2 separate regions of the Sus scrofa genome follow, and region 2 is linked to region 1. Evidence: chromatin contacts called from public Hi-C data. All regions are on one chromosome and are shown on one strand. The core of a region is the stretch at or near the end of the contact, and the rest is flanking DNA. Distances in the headings are between cores, read along the strand shown.

What was found. A called contact is a pair of places that touch in the nucleus more often than the background predicts.
Region 2: a Hi-C map of retroperitoneal adipose tissue shows a contact between it and region 1, with 2.2 times the contacts expected there. A contact is called at or near these places in 4 of 5 promoter capture datasets (fetal liver, fetal skeletal muscle and liver), 25 of 47 Hi-C or Micro-C datasets (adipocytes, alveolar macrophages, blood and 14 more) and 2 of 2 datasets of targeted methods (alveolar macrophages and skeletal muscle).

The regions. Positions count from the first base shown.
Region 1 is chr5:88,102,487-88,107,615 of Sscrofa11.1, reverse strand. It overlaps VEZT (vezatin), which reads left to right and starts at 2,848. Exons shown (of 13, transcript XM_013998069.2): 1 at 2,848-3,015. The coding sequence starts at 2,980. FGD6 (FYVE, RhoGEF and PH domain-containing protein 6) reads right to left here. Exons shown (of 23, transcript XM_013998063.2): 3 at 3,379-3,678. The coding sequence starts at 3,382.
Region 2 is chr5:88,184,241-88,189,369 of Sscrofa11.1, reverse strand. All of the region lies in intron 10 of FGD6 (FYVE, RhoGEF and PH domain-containing protein 6), which reads right to left. Among named protein-coding and RNA genes, the nearest start is that of NR2C1, 44 kb to the left of the region's middle.

The sequences.
Region 1 (5,129 bases), core at 1,599-4,098:
ATGTTTGGAAATGAATCTAGCACCTTTGGATCTTAATACTGTATCAACAGTCAGACCCCAAGGTTTTTTGAGCACAGCAGCAAATCTTTTATTTACACAGCTGTTTGGCTCTGGGGGACGGGGGAATAAGGTAAGAAGTAAAGCACTAGTGCCATTTTACTAACAATTGCAAACATACTTGTCATCTGTGACACACATATGGCTACAGTCCACGTGCACACCTTCTTAGCTACTGGACTCGCCAAAAAGCAAAGCACAGGCATTACTGAGACCTGCACACGTCCAAAAAGATACGAAATACCTTGTTCGTATACTGATTAGAATAATTCGAAAATCTCTACCGTGGACCTCCTCTTTCATAGATGCAGAAAAACAAAGCGAGCTCTTCTTTAGGATGCATAGAAACTAAGCCAACCCTTTCACATTCCACAGATTAGATGTGAGGTCAATAAACACCCCCTCCCCCCAATGCAAATATCTTTCCCTAAGTTTGAATGAATTTGAATATTGTTCTAAAGAGCATCATAAATACCTAAAGAATGATGACCACTTAATAAGAGGAGGATGGAATGAAAAGCCCAGTTCCTTTCTACATTCTCCATTTAGGCATGAGACAAAATTATAATAAATCTTAACAGATGAGGGAACAAAAAGTCCTTAATGCTTCTCAGCAAGCCATGCTAAAAAGCAACTAACTCAGCTCCACACCGGAAGTATCCCTCTTTTAAAACACCACAAAAATGTTTGCGGAGTTCTTTAATTGTAAAGATGATACAATATAAAAATTGCCTGCATTATTCTGGGGCAATTCCAAAGACAGAACGATAAAATTCCAGATTGAAACTTAGATCAGGTTTACATACTTATATGTTAAATTAAATGCTTCTGTTCATTATAAACGGTTAGGACTGGAATTGAAAATTGGCAGATAGAAGGTGTTTTAAATGTATTTGATACTACAGAGTTAAAATTGGCTGCAAGGATTTTAAAATTCCAACCACTTTAAAGTTAGACATTCATTAATAAAACTTAAAAGTGAGGCACAGAAATTGAGGATGAAAATAATTCACCTCAAGTGAGTAGAAAGCCTCCCTTTGGTAAGGAAGAGATTTTATAAAGAACAATTTGCAGCATATGACATACCTCCTACACATACATACAGCATCATAAAAGATCCACAGCGTGTTTCTCAGGACCACTTCACTGCTTGCTTTCTAATTCTTATTGACTATGCTTGCCTCCTTAGCTGTAATCTGACTACACCTAGCAGTACAACACTCCAACATATCTAGGCTTTAGAAATAATACAAATCAGAACATTTAGAGTGCTATTTGACAGTTTCAAGTTGCAGGAATTTAAAACAAATGCCAAGAAAAGCTAAGACAATTTAATCTGAGACCTAAGTGCTGATCTAGAATCAACTCTGCCAGGGAGCTTTACACTATTTTACTATAAAATGTCTAATGAAAGTTTATTTCTTACAACGTGGGCAAAAACGTTATAAAAAACCTTAGTGCCAAATACACTAAGTTCTGGTTTAAAAATTAATCTATGCTCTTCTAAAGTTAATTTCACACCACTTTAGTAATTGTTTTGGAAAATAAGAACTGTTCCTTAAGAATGTTCAAAAATACAATGTCCCAAATTCTCCAGTCCACACAAAGGTACAAGCTTTACCATTTGGGTGAAGGGAAAGAACTACGGCAGACAGAAAACAAGGCTTTGTTTACACTAACCAGGTATAAATAGGAAAAAAAATCCACTAAAAATTGGGTGAAGTTGAACAAAATCCTTGGGATCGCCAATGCTACCCCTCTGCTTCTCAGGTAATTGGCGGAAAACCAGCAGGACAGGAGTAACAGTATCTAAACCTCTTTACTGAATAAGGGTTAGGGTTTCCAGTCGATACTAGGGTTAAAGCGACTTAGCCCAGTCGCCGAGTTCAACACTCCGGGAACACTGCCCTTTCCTAGAATAACTGATTTCTTAACATGGGAATCTAAACTATTTTCACACGCAACGGCAAAGTCGCTCAAATTTTAGGAGGGAAAAGTCAACATCCTCTTTGAATGTCACACTTACGTTTCACCTGGCGCTAAGAGCACCCGACATGGATCTTCCTTTAAAAGGAGGTCCCAAAAGAAACGATTTCCAGAGCCCCTCTTGGCAGGAAGGGACGAAAAAAACCCCGCAGCAAACACTTCTGCTCCGCACTTGCCACAGTCCTCGGGAAAGGTAGAGGGCACACCGCCACCCACCCCAGAGGAGAAAGGTGCTCCAAGCCCAAGACCTGCAGCGCTCGTACTAACTTTCCAGCCGTAGCGCGAGCGCCGTCACTTACCCGCGGCAGAAGTCATGATTCCCCGGTGCAGCTCGCTTCCCCGCTCGCCCCCTTCAATCCCCGCTCCCCTTACAGTCCATTGTTTCGAGAGTTTGGGCAGAAGAGAAAAGCCGCCGTAGAGCCCACATGCCGTCCCGCGGCCCCGCGGCGCAACTTGAGCGCCGCACAAAGGATGCGGCCGCCTCCGGGGACCCGGCAGCGCTCCCGGACGCGAGCCGCAGGCTACGGGCGGGCGGGCACCAGCGCCGCCCAGCCGAGCTCCGGGAAGACGGCCAGGCGCGGGCACGAGCGGCGCTCAGCGAGGTTTGGCGGGCGCGCGCCCTTCTAAACTCCAAGGGAAAAAAAAAAAATCAGAGCTCCAAGCGCCCCCTGTTAGTCGTGGCCGTAAAAGGCGGACAAAAGTCTCAGCCTCGTCCAATGAGAGAGCCCCGAGCTTCATCCCGCTCCCGCCCCTCCCGCCCACACGCTGAAGCTCTGCTCCAATGAGCCGGCCAGAAAAGGGGGCGTGAGCTGCGAAACCTGCTGGGAGTTGTAGTTTACTGGACACCGGCGACAGGGCGCAGCAGACGCCTGGGTGCAGCCTGTTCTCCCGCCTTCATTTCCCATCGTGCTGAGGCTGGTGGCATGGCGGAGAAGGATGACACCGGATTTTGACGAAGAGGTGGTTTTTGAGGTAAGGAGAAAATGGCGGTGGGTGTGAACTGCCTTTGTTTGGGAAGGACGAGGGAGAAGGCAAGAAGGCCAGGCGAGGGACGATCCTGAGGCGAGGGATTGGGTGACACTCCAGCCGGCCTCTGTCCCCGAATCCCGGCAATTTCCGGGCCTAGCGTTGGCCGCTGCCTGACAGGTGTAGCCGGAGGCACTCTCGCCGCGTCCTGCCTCTGCCTCAGGCCCTCCCAGAATTCCCAGCCCGACCGAGGGGCTAGAGCCCCGCCGGTACCTTCCCCGGGAATTGGATGCGCTGCACCGGGCGCGCGCGGGGCGGGGGTCCGCGCCTGGTTGGGGCGGAGCCCAGTCGTGCGTTTTGGATACTCACCCATACAATTTATCCTCCCCGTTTCTCGTCCTCAGTTTTTTTGGGGGTCAGTATCCAGAAGTGCCGCAGATCACCATTCACGGTCGAGGCGTGGCCCTGGAATGAAGGCTGCAGGTGCTAGTTTTCTAAAGTAGTTGGAAATCTGTGTGTGGGACCTCCTGTGGATGATTAGAGCCGGGGCTTCTCAGCATCTAATTCTTTTGTCCTATTGCTATTACGCTAGGTGTAGCCAGTTCTTCTGATTCGAGGCTCCAGTGTGAGTGCTTTTGTGTGGGATTATTTTAAGACGTCCTCTGCCATCTTGAATGAAAAGGAAAGGAAAAAAAAAAAAAAAACAGGCTAATGTTTTTGATGCCATTTCTATATCAGACACAGGTGAAAACTCGCACCCCTGTAATAAAGCATATATGTATGCTTTATAAAGTCCATTCATCCAACTGGATTTTAAGAAATTTAAGAAAAGAGACATCTCGTTCCGTACAGTTAGAGAGCTAGGCAATAAACATTATGGAATGGGAAATGTTGAAATATATCCAAACTGTCGTTGGAGGATTGATTTGGAACCCCGCCCCGGTCTGTTCTTGTGGCCTTGGAGAAGCTACACCCAGTAAATGGATATCGGAGGTGAATCTTGGACTATGAATCTGTTTAGAAAGATGGAAGGGAGAAAATGCATTATAGGGAAAGAACGGTATGCCAAGATTGGGAGGTGTGGAAATATCTGGTGTAAAGGGACGTGAGTGGTAAGTGTCGCGCTGTAAAGTGGTTCCACTACTTCTCCATGTGGCTAGAATGGAGAAGTAGTGAAAGATATGGCCCTTTTACCAAAAGGAAGAGTCTGGATTTGAGGAGGTCAGTAGGGAAGACAAACACCTGAATTTTGGAAATTCAAGAAGAAAAAATAGAATAATGGCTTGGACAGATTGTTCTATGGTAAAATCTAGGAAACAGAAGATTCAATGTGGGAGATGAAGGAGAGACAGAAATCTGTGTTGCTTAGAGAAAGGGGACTGACTGGGTGGATTTTTTTTTTTTTAACCTGCTTATTTCCTTAGATATCTGAATGTAACAGTAATATATGCTCAGAGAACATTTCAGTAGAAAACAAGCCACAAAATTAAAATCACTCAATATTCTACCATCCAAAGATGGCCACTATTAACCTTATAGTATGTGTTCTTACAGACTTTTTTTCTACTCAAATGTGTCTTTTTTTTTTTAAATTTGGCCCCACCCAGAGCATGTGGAAGTTGCCAGGCCAGGGATCAAACCTTTGCCACCTCAGTGACCTGATCCACAGCAGTGACAACACTGGATTCTTAACTACTAGGCCACCTGGGAACTCCAACTCAAATATATCTTTAATTGTACATTTGATATTTTTTAACACAAAAAATATACCACATAGAATTTTGTATGTACTTTTCACTTAACCTGATCATCAGTCTATTCCTATTCATTACCCTTTGAAAACATTAATAACATAATGTCCAGTCATGTATTTGTATTATAATGTAACCATTTTCTCCTTCTTATTCTTTCAAAATACCATTGTAGTCAACACTGACATAAGTCCATCTTTAACTGCATCTCTGATTTTTCCTTAGAATAATTTCTGGAAGGGAAACCAGTTTTTCAAGGGTATGAACATTTTTTAAGACCAAAACCAAAGGATCATCTCAATTCAGGTTTTCATTGGGAAAAAGAGTATTATTTTCAACAGATCTTCTCCAAAAACCTTATTAGTTTCC
Region 2 (5,129 bases), core at 1,045-3,544, 82 kb before region 1:
TTTCTGGATGGTAGAAGATGAAGAGGGACTTTGGTGTTGTGGTTGTTTTCCAGTAATACTTAGAATATTTTTTAGAGTATTTTTTATAGGCACAAAAGATCCCTTCAAAGAATGTAAGTGGATCCTTATAAAATAAACCCTCAGAATAGTCTCCCTCAAACAAGTGACCAGAACAACATAAATTTCAGGAATTGAGAAGAGAAAGAGCCAGGAGGGACCCTGAGTGGTTGCGCATGGCCCCACAGAGCAGGGCCGTAAGCTCCAGAAGGGCAGGGGCCACACCGTGTTGTCAGCCAGTGTTTGCTGGTGCCCAGCTCAGGGCCAGCCCATATCCGTATGGGCCGAATGAGTAAGCAAGTGACTGATGAACGGAGGAGAGAATCTGGCCTTGAAGGACCAGTTTCAGGAAAGAGAAAGAGACGGAACGTACTTAGAGCAGAGGAAAAAAAGGTTTGCTCGGGGCTATGGTTATAAAGAACAGGTTTAACCTGTGGAGAAGTATGATTTTGTATTTTTCCAAAGTAGGATTTAATTTTTTAGCAGTTTGACATTCACAGGAAAACGGAGGGGAAAGGTATGGAGCGTGCCCACCCATCTCCAGCCCCCAAAGCCACGGAGCCTCCCCATCACCAACACCCCCCATCTGAGGGGAACACGGGCTACAAGAGAAGAACCTACGTGGACCCATCATAATGACCCCACAGCCACAGTTTCCATCGGGTTCATTCTCGGTGGGGTACCCTCTGTGGGTCTGGGCAAATGTGTGATGGCAGCTCTCCGTCACTGCGGTAGAATAAGCAAGGTGCCAGTTTTCCTAATTTCAGAATAAAAGCACGTCTGTAAAATGATGCAAAGGATATATACATACAGATATCCCTCGGTATCTGTGGGGCACGAGTGCCAGCGCTCCCCTCGGACACCAAATCTGTGGATGGTCAATGCCCTCAGATAAAGGGGCGTAGTCCCACCTGCCCTCTGTATCCGTGGGTTCGAATCTGCCAATACCTAAGGCCGACTGGAGGGCCCCAGCTCCTGGTTCTTGGCACAAAGCTCCCAAAATCTTTATAATTTTCTAAATGACAAGAGAACTAGGACCGTCTTTTATCCTAGTATCTGGTCTTTGACCCTGGTTCTTTTTTTTTTTTTTTTTTTTTTGGTCTTTTTAGGGCTGCACTTGTGGTATATATAGGTTCCCAGGCTAGGGGTCCAATCGGAGCTGTAGCCGCCGGCCTACACCACAGCCACAGCAACGTGGGATCCAAGCTGAGTCTGCAACCTACACCACAGCTCATGGCAACGCCAGATCCTTAACCCACTGAGTGAGGCCTGGGATCGAACCTGTGTCCTCCCGGATACCAGTCAGATTCGTTTCCGTTGAGCCACAGTGGGAACTCCTGGTCTTTGACCTTAGTTCTGACACAAAGCTCCCTTGGAATTTCCCAGGTGACAGCAGTGTCTTTGGTCATGATGGGAAGACTCCTGGTGAGCTCCTAGATGGGGACTGGTCATCAGAAGGACCAAGCCGTGCTTAAAAACAGAACACTTTCAGCCCTTCTCAAAGGGAGGGAAGAGGGGTTAAAGTGCAGCTAATGATGGATCGTGCCCCTGTGACGAAGCCTCCATAAAACTCCCAGACTACCTGGTTTGGTGAGCTTCCAGGGTGCTGGCGTGCCCAGAGAGGGAGTTCCAGCCCACACAGCTTGCCCTTGCATCTCTTTCTGGATGTTCACCTGTATGCTCACCACATCCTTTTTGTGTATGCGTGTGCCTTTTGGGGGATGCACCTGCGGCATATGGAGGTTCCCAGGCTGGGGGAGGGGGAATTGGGAGCTGTAGTTGCCAGCCTACGCCACAGCCACAGTAATGCCAGATCTGAGCCATGTCTGTGACCACAGCTCATAGCAACTCACTGAGCAAGTCCAGGGATCAAACCTGCACCCTCATGGATAGAGTCAGATTCGTTTCCACTGAGCCAGGACAGGAACTCCACCACATCCTTTTATTTAAAGTTTGTTTTTTTTTTTTTTTTTTTTTTTGGCTGTGCCCACAGCATGCAAAAGTTCCTGAGCCAGGGACTGAACCCATGCCACAGCAGGGACAATGCAGAATCTTTAACTCGCTGAGCTGCCAGGAAACTCCATATCCTTTTACGATAAACCAGTAAATGTAAATAGCTATTTCCCTGAGTCCTGTGAGCCAATCTAGCAAATTTTCAAACCCCAAAAGAAAGTCATGGGAACCCAGATTTACAGCTGGTGGGACAGAAATATAGGTTAGAGCCCAGGACTGTGACAGCAATGGCCCCTGAAGTTTGGGAGGGTCAGTCCAGCGGGGCTGAGCCCATGGTCTCCAGCAGCAGACGATGTCAGAATTGAATTAAATTACAGAACAGCTAGCTGGTGCTGAAGAGAATCGACTGGTGCAGGAAAAATCCTGTAGGCGCGGGGTCAGAAGTGCTGAGTGTGGCAGTGGGAGAGCAAAGGGGAAACGCGGGAGGAGTTGTTTTTCCTTCCTTGGAAGGGGAGTGGTAAGGGCAGCGGGACCAGTAGGCAGCTATTGCCGCAACTTGGCGTTTAGAAAGGCCTGGCAGGGAGCCTAACGAGGGAAATGGAAAGAGCAGGAAGCAGAGGCAGAGGAAAACCTGTCAGCAGATCCTACAATGGAGGAAGGATGAGAAAAGGCAAGTATTTCAGTCCTTTCCACCGTTCTGCTTCTGCGTAACTGGAAGAGCCTTCTACTCTTAAAAGCAATTCATCGATCCATTCATCCATCAAAAGTTCACTGGCACCACGGCGCAGGGGGTCTCAGCCTCATATAAAAGAGTGTATTTATTTCCCTGAGGCTTTCACTTTACTGAGTTCCTGTTACACAGAATCTATGCAGGCACCGAGTTTGGATAAAAAAAGATGGTCTCTGCCCTGAAGAGATGAGGAGGAAGGAAATAAGCAGCGCTAAAAAATTAATGCTGCTCCTACAGCAGCATCTGCTTTTTGGTTTTTGGTTTTCTTTTTTAGGGTCACACTGGCGACATATGAAGGCTTCCAGGCTAGGGGTCGAATTGGAGCTTCGGCTGTCAGCCTACACCACAGCCACAGCAAGGCGGATCTGAGCCACCCCTATGACTTACACTGCAGCTCATGGCAACACTGGATCTTTAACCCACTGAGAGAGGCCAGGGATTGAACCCGCATCCTCTGGATAGTAGTCAGGTGCATGACTGCTGAGCCACAACAAGAACTCCTGTGTGTTTTTTAAAATTAAGTAAATCACTTAATTTTACTACTTTTAAAAAAACTTCCAATCATAAGCATTTCATTACACAACATATACATTTTCTTTGATCTTATTATTATTTTTTTCTCTTTTGGCTGCCTCGAGGCATATGAAGTTCCCAGGCCAGGGATCAGATCCAATCGGCAGCTTCGTCCTACGAGCTGCAGCAACCCCAGATCCGTAACCCACTGTGCAGGGCCAGGGATTGAACCTGCATCCCAGTTCTTCAGACTTCGCCAATCCTCTTGCGCCACAGCGGGAATTCTATTTGATCTTATTTTGAGTTGAGCTTAAAAAAATTACCAAAAGTTCAGTTGGAAATTTTTTTTTCAGTTGGAAATTTTTTATGACAATGAAGGAAGAGATAGCCTAAGTAAAACATCCAATAAAAACCCAAATTATGTCCTGAAGAGAACATTGCAAGACAACAGGATGGGTGTTGGAAGAGCAGGAGCAGGACTGCTGGACCTGGGGATGGCCACACACCTTTCCCTAAAAGCATCCCAGAGAAACGATCTGACCTCATCTGTAGTCACCCCTGCATTGCTCAGCCTTCCTTTCCCAGGAAACCACGGTGGGCGCACATCTCCTAAACTGAGTCCGAGGGAATCTTCCCTTTCTCTGCCTGAAACTCACTAATAAATCAAACAGTCTCACTCCTGCTCCCTGCTCCTGTATATTCTGGGCCCCTGGAATTATTCCAAATTCTAAAGGGGAAAAAAAGTACTTCCCTCACAAGGTAGTTTGGAGGGTGAAATCACTGAGTTTGTGCATCCAATGATGAGGATCCCGTTAACTCACATGTTGGAAAAGATGCAGACGTGAAAGACTTTAAACCCAACTTCGAAAAAGGTAAGTGCCCAGACAAAGGCACTTTGATAACCAAAGTAAAAATATTTTGCAAAATAGAGAGCAATCAGACCACTACAAAAAGGAAGGAGCTCCCGCCGTGGCTCAGTGGTTAACAAACCCGACTAGCATCCATGAGGATGTGGGTCTGATCCCTGGCCTCACTCAGCAGGTTAAGGATCTGGCGTTGCCATGAGCTGTGGTGTAGGTTGCAGAGGCGGCTTGGATCCAGCGTTGCTGTGGCTGTGGGGTAGGCCGGCGGCTACAGCTCTGATTCAGCCTCTAACCTGGGAACCTCCATATGCCGCTGGAGCGGCCCTTAAAGACAAAAACAAAAAACAAAAAAACAAAAAACAAAAGGAAGTATTGGAAAATTAGAATTTTAAATAAAACTATGGGTAAAACAAACTGTTGGTATTCACCCCCATATGTCCTTAGGACTACATACAATCATAGGCGCTTTAGCTGTACCATATGCATTGCCCAGGGCAAAAACATCTTACCTCTCTGCAGAAGAGAAGATACCCCAAATTCTCTCTCTCAACGTTGTCCTTTAGGCTAAAAATATTTTGGTTAGGGAGAATTTTTTCTTTTTTCTTTTTTAGGATTACACCTGCAGCATGTGGAAATTCCCAGGCTAGGGGCTGAATCAGAGCTGTAGCTGCTGGCCTATGCCACAGCTCATGGCCACACCAGATCCTTAACCCACTAAGCGAAGCCAGGAATCGAACCCATGTCCTCATGGATACTACTCTGGTTTGTTGCCACTGAGCCACAATAGGAACTCCAGTGGGAGGTTTTAAGTGTAGCTTAAAACCAATCAACATTAATTCCAGAACAGCTTCCAAGGCATCCCAAACTGACCCAGATATACTGGGATGCATAACATTATTAATTGCGAATGACAAGACTCACTCCTTGACCTCATGGAGTTTATAATCAAATGAAAGAATCAATATACAAGTCACACAGATATGAGCAAATTCACGAGGCATCCAGGAAGGATT